Regions from separate parts of the Sus scrofa genome. Here region 1 is linked to region 2. Evidence: chromatin contacts called from public HiChIP or PLAC-seq data. All regions are on one chromosome and are shown on one strand. The core of a region is the stretch at or near the end of the contact, and the rest is flanking DNA. Distances in the headings are between cores, read along the strand shown. Region 1 overlaps FAM53B (protein FAM53B). Region 2 overlaps LHPP (phospholysine phosphohistidine inorganic pyrophosphate phosphatase).

Evidence for each region. HiChIP or PLAC-seq counts read pairs in DNA pulled down with a chosen protein or histone mark.
Region 1: an H3K27ac HiChIP or PLAC-seq map of skeletal muscle shows a contact between it and region 2. The contact joins two enhancer-like sites. A contact is called at or near these places in 2 of 2 datasets of contacts at active chromatin or transcription factors (alveolar macrophages and skeletal muscle).

What each region holds. Positions count from the first base shown.
Region 1 is chr14:134,064,066-134,066,765 of Sscrofa11.1, forward strand. The region is part of intron 3 of FAM53B (protein FAM53B); the gene reads right to left. Among named protein-coding and RNA genes, the nearest start is that of FAM53B, 70 kb to the right of the region's middle. Within about 2 kb of position 1,361, at least 13 of the 83 cell types and tissues checked have an H3K27ac peak or open chromatin away from gene starts, as enhancers often do. A contact at or near this core is called in skeletal muscle, where this site is marked.
Region 2 is chr14:133,925,583-133,928,282 of Sscrofa11.1, forward strand. The region is part of intron 6 of LHPP (phospholysine phosphohistidine inorganic pyrophosphate phosphatase); the gene reads left to right. Among named protein-coding and RNA genes, the nearest start is that of TRNAE-UUC, 32 kb to the left of the region's middle. Within about 2 kb of position 1,444, at least 9 of the 83 cell types and tissues checked have an H3K27ac peak or open chromatin away from gene starts, as enhancers often do. A contact at or near this core is called in skeletal muscle, where this site is marked.

The DNA.
Region 1 (2,700 bases), core at 111-2,610, 140 kb after region 2:
CTGCACGAGGCCTCCTCCAAGTGTGATGTCAGGACCACCTGCAGGAGCAGCCTCTGGGGACTAAAATGCAGATTCCTAGGCCCAGTCCCCAACTTGCCCGATCAACGGAATCCCTAGGGGCAGGAACCTGCATAGCTTATTTTAAGGTAAAGTTGTTGAGAACCAGTGCTCTAGACTACAGGCTAGGGGCCCGGGTTCTCAGACACCTCTGCAGCAGCACAGTCAGACCGTCTGGCCACATCAGGAAGCTTCTGGAGGGTTGACAATTCCAGTCCCTACAGACCTGGATTCAGAACATCACTGAAAGCTGGTGTTTGGGCGTCTGTTTTGTTTGGGTTCAGTAACAAGGTAGAATTTCAGAGAAGGATAACCTTGCCCTTCGAATACCTCAAAGTCCCTTTTCACAGGAGGGGGTGGGGACTCCCAGTTGCACAGCACATTCTGGGTGGAGAACCAGTGCAAAAGGCCCGAGAAGCCGACAGGTCACGAGAAGGGGATAGTGTGACCCATCCCTGCCCCCGAGACACGCCACGGCCTGAAGCCCCTCAGGGAAGCTCCAGGGACCGAGCCTCCAGCAGACATGGCACAGCCCCGGACACTGGCAGTGGCCACTTAAGTTCTAGGCGGTCCCTGTGACTCACTGTCAGGAGCATCGACAGTTTCTCTGTGTCTCAGCTTCACGCGTTTGATATCACACACGGGAGTGGATGCATGTGTGTGTGTGGGGGGGGTGGTATAAACACACACAGAGCTTTTCCTACAGAGGAGCAGGCCAACCACGAAAAACCACAAACAGCACACAGACCATCTAGTTTTCTCACAGATGGACTGAGTCGATGACCTTTCAAAGCTGAGGCTCCGCCTGCAGCGTCTGGAAGACTGGGCGGCATCGGAGCAGCCGATGCTCACACACGTGGGGACAGGAGCTCAGATTCCCCTCCCGGGCTGTGGTCCTGAGACCCCTTGATTCAGAGCCGCAGGAGGCGGCTGGGTGCACAGATCTAAAGCTCAAAGGAACACAACACCCAGAAGAACACAAATAGCATCTGACCTCAAATGTTCTTGTTTCCATTTCTGCCCTTAAACTTGAAGGGAAATTCCCAGGGCCCAGATTCTCAGTGGACAACAAGCCTTCTTATGCTGAGAAGACAGAGGCGATCTACGGCCCCGGCCGGCTCTGTGCTGTGCTGACAGGCTGCCTGTCGGGGACATGAGCACAGCAGAATGCGGTTTCTAGAAAAGGTTAGGCACCTGAAGCACAGACCCACGACAGGAGGTTCTTGCAGCCGCCCGGGCCGGGTGGCAGGCCCCAGCCAGATCAAGGCCGGCTGACTCATTCTTGGATGTCGCACCTGTCAACTTGTGCTGACATCGGTCCCCACCCTGCCCTGCGGGCTGGGTGTGCTAACTTGGTCTCAGGGCTGCAAGGACTCTATGCAGGATTGGGAGCGGGGGAGGGCAGCTCACCAATCCTTTCAGTGGGAAACTCAAGGGAATCGGGGTGTCTCTCTGAAGCCGGCTTCAGCAAAGCAGGCTTACGAAATGAACGCAGGTGGAAAACACACAAGACTATGACTGAGCTACCCCCCAGTGGTGTCCCTATCTTTAAATGAAATTGGGGGGGGAGTGGAGGGGAGAGCATCCCGTGGCATTTGGAAGTTCCCAGGAATTGAACCTGTGCCTCAGCAGCGACAACGCTGGATCCTTAACCTGCTGAGCCACCAGGGAACTCCCTTAGATGAACTTTGGAGCTCCTGGCCCACGGCAGCGCCTCTTTCCCTGAATCACCGGAATGGAGGCTCAGCTCGGAGCCATGTCAGGAAGAAAAGGTCCCTGGGCTTTGCCTGCCCAAGTGTCCTCCTCTAGTGTGCCCTCTCACCTGCAATGCATCAGAGAATGTCAGAGACAGCAACATAGGATACCATGCTCCTCAGCCAAGGCGCGAGGCTGCGGGGTTAGGATGGCTGGGTGTAACGCTCCACTGGCCCTGCTGAGGGAAGACTGGCTCCAGGGGCCCTGGGAGATGCCCGAGAGGCCAGTGGCTTCAGTGTGGTTACTAGGGTCCCGCTATCACCAGCCGACCGGGGGTGGCCCACGGCAGCTACCACTGCTTCTGGAAATTCTTGCTCTTACAGAAAGAGGCCCAGTGGGATCTCCGGACAGCATAGAGGTGTCTTAAAAGACCCCTCCAGGGAGTTCCCACTGTGGCTCAGCAGGTCATGAACCCAACTAGTAACCAGGAGGATGCAGGTTCGACCCCTGGCTCCAGTCAGTGGGTTAAGGATCCGACGTTGCCATAGGCTGCAGTGTGGGTCACAGACAAGGCTCAGATCCTGCGCTGCTGTGGCTGTGGGGTAGGCAGACAGCTACAGTTCCAACTGGACCTCTAGCCTGGGAACTTCCACATGCTGTGGGTGCCAGCCCCACCCCCTCCAAAAAAAAAGAAGAAAAAACCCTCCAGACTGGGCTTTAGGAGCGTGGGCCTCAGTTTCCCGAACTGTATGAGGAAGTATGGGCTCTGGATGGTCCTCTTGCTCCATCCCCAGCCTCCAGGGGCACTCAGAAATACACGGGGGAAAGCCAGGATTTGCAATGGCAACAAACCTCTCAAGAGACGGGCCAGTTTGCCCGGTCTCCTTCAGATTCCCACCCGACTGTGGGTTTGGACAAAGTACTGGAAACGGGCTGCTGCTCACGATT
Region 2 (2,700 bases), core at 194-2,693:
GCCCTCCAGGACGGGTCTTTCCAGTGGAGAGAGGGCAGCAGGAGACAAGCGGACCAACCCACGAGCAGATCCTTCCAGAGTGAGCCTCAGGCCCTTTCCAGCACCAGCTGGCCCGGCAGCCCATTCCCACCGGCTCACCTGTCTCTGTGCACCTGGTCCCCGAGCGGGTGGCCCTTCATGCCCCCTGTCTCACTCACTTCCTTCCGCGGCCCTGGCTCAGCCTCCCCGCCCGTGTCCCTCCCATCACAGCTTCTCCTCGGGGCCTGGCTGCCCTCTTGGAAGGAAAAGACTGTCCCTCATGGGGTCCCCATCAGGCTCAGGCTATCTGCCCGCCAGACCCAGTGGTCTCTGGGGCAGCAAGCTGACTGCCTCAGGCACAGGTGGGGGTGGGGTCGAGGCCAGGCCCTGCTGCCTCCTCTGCCCCTCACCTGTGGGTCAGGGTCTCAGCCCTTCAGTGTCTGGTCCTCGTTTAGCCCGTTCATTCCCAGTGGGGCTGATGTCGCCCCCAAGGAGGCCAGACTCTTGGGGGTGATAAGCCCTAGAAGGTACGGGGTTTGTGGCCTTCCGAAGGGCAGGGTGCACAGGACGGGCTGGTGGGCATGTGCCTGCCCTCGGTGTGGTCCCTGCGTTCCTTTGGGTCACCTCTTCCACCCCAGCCCGCCCCAGGACCGCATGTTCCGCTGCGGAACTCAGGCGTGGCTGGTCTGGAGCAGGTGGAGCTCCTGGCCATAGGGATGGGTGTGTGATCTGAGCCGGGTCAGTGAGCTGGCCTGGGATTTTCCAGAGCCCCTAGGAAAATGGCCAGTGAACTTTAAGCTGAGAAGTACCAGTGGCCCTCTCTGTCATCCCAGGGGGAAAGCCTGTCTGAGGGCGAAGCGGGCCAGCAGGAAAGCAGAGCCTAGAGACGGAGAGAAAGACAGACTTCCAGTTATGTGGTTTGAGCACCTGGATATAGCTCTACCTGCAGCTGGTCCCAGCCTCCGGCCTTTTTAGTCAAGTGGGCTAGTAAATTAATGTTTTCGTGAGCAGTGCCGCAGGAGCACTGCGTTATCTCAGAGTTGGTCCAAAGAATCTCTGAGGGTCTCCTCAGCTGGTCGGCCTTGTGGGCTTCTTTCTGGTGCACGCCTGCTGGGAGGCGGGGTGGCTGCCCCAGTGTCCTGCTTCCTTTACATGCGTGGGTGACATGAGGTGCAAGCCCCGGCCCCCGTGCCGCCCTTTCCTGAGGGGCAGCTGGAGACCTCGGCAAGGGCCTTCAGCTCACACCCCTCTGGCTGTCTCTGTTCTCTGGAAAGTGCTGGAAGGAACCTCATTTAACCTCAGAGGAAGCTGCCTACGAAGGTGTGTCAGAGCCGTCCCAGAATAGAACGGGCTGCCTAGAGAGGGGCGAGTCCTCGTCACTAGAGTTGACCTGGGCAGGCTGGCAGCAGAGGCTGCAGGCGGCAGAGCAGCCGCCAGAAGCCGGGGCTAAATAAAGCCTCAGCCCCGTCCTGGGTCTGCTGACATTTAACGGGCACCTGTGGACGCCAGGTCGTTTCTGTACCTCTGGTCCCCGGGACAGCCCTGTTGCCAGTGTTGCCGCCTTCTATCTGCAGATGTGGAAACTGGCCCAGGCCGGGCAGGAGCCTGGTGCTCAGCTATTCCTGCTGGGCCTGTCATTCAAGCCTGGCTTCCCAGTCTCTGACCTCCTCCTCTGGGTCATGGGCTGTTGGCCTCAGCGCTGGAGCCCAGTCGGTACGGCCTCAGGTCCAGATGCGGGTGTACAGGTAGGTGAGCAGCAGAGGAAGTATCCACTTGTTACAGAGGCGTCGGTTATATCTTTGCCCCTCGAGGACCGTGTAACACTCTTATCAGAACAAGCGTTATTTTTTTAAGTACGTTTGCACCCTCCATAGGTTCGTGAACTTGCAGAATTCTTAAAAAGAAAGGCCTCCTGAAAGGGCAACATTAATAGTTTAAAAACAAACCAGCCTACGTGCCCGACACCCCTGAGCCTGCACACGGTGCTAATCTTGGGGCCCAGCCCGGCTCCCGGTTCACACCCAGGTCGGTGGGTCACTGGACACAGGCCTCCTCGTAATGCAATTTCCACTCTGGGCGCTCCAGCTCCTCTGCCTCCCCGAACTGGGCAGGGGTGCAGCTGCGGGCATCATGCCGCCTCTGGGGTGGTTCATGCAGAAAGGACCAGGGTATGGGCTCTGGTTCTAGTGACTGAAATCAGTGCCCCTCTGGGCCCCACACAGCAGTCTCTGACCTCCTCACAACCCAGGTCCCGCACCCTGGTGCGCGCGCACACACACACACACACCACACACACACACACACACCCACCCCTGAGCGGGGGTCCCAGCTGCCCAGCACAGAATGGGCGCCCAGGGCTCTTGTGTCTGGCCCCGCAGATGGCAGACCCCAGGCTGGGGTGATGGGTAAGGGTGTGTCTGGGCAGAGGGGCCTGAGTTCAGCCTTCCCTGGACAGAGGGGGTCAGAAGGCGGACTCAGGGCTCCCTTTGCCCAAGGCCCAGGCCAGCCCCGCTGTGTCCTGTGAGGCCAGTCCAAGCCCCTTGTCATCCTGGAGGCTGCCTCTGACTCTGGCAGAGGAGGGGCCTGGTGAAGACCAGAGCGGGGTGGGCAGGGGTTCGGCCTCTGGGGCCAGCTGTGCCCTGAGGAGGGTCCCAGGGGAGCCCGCACTGGGCTTTGTTTCCT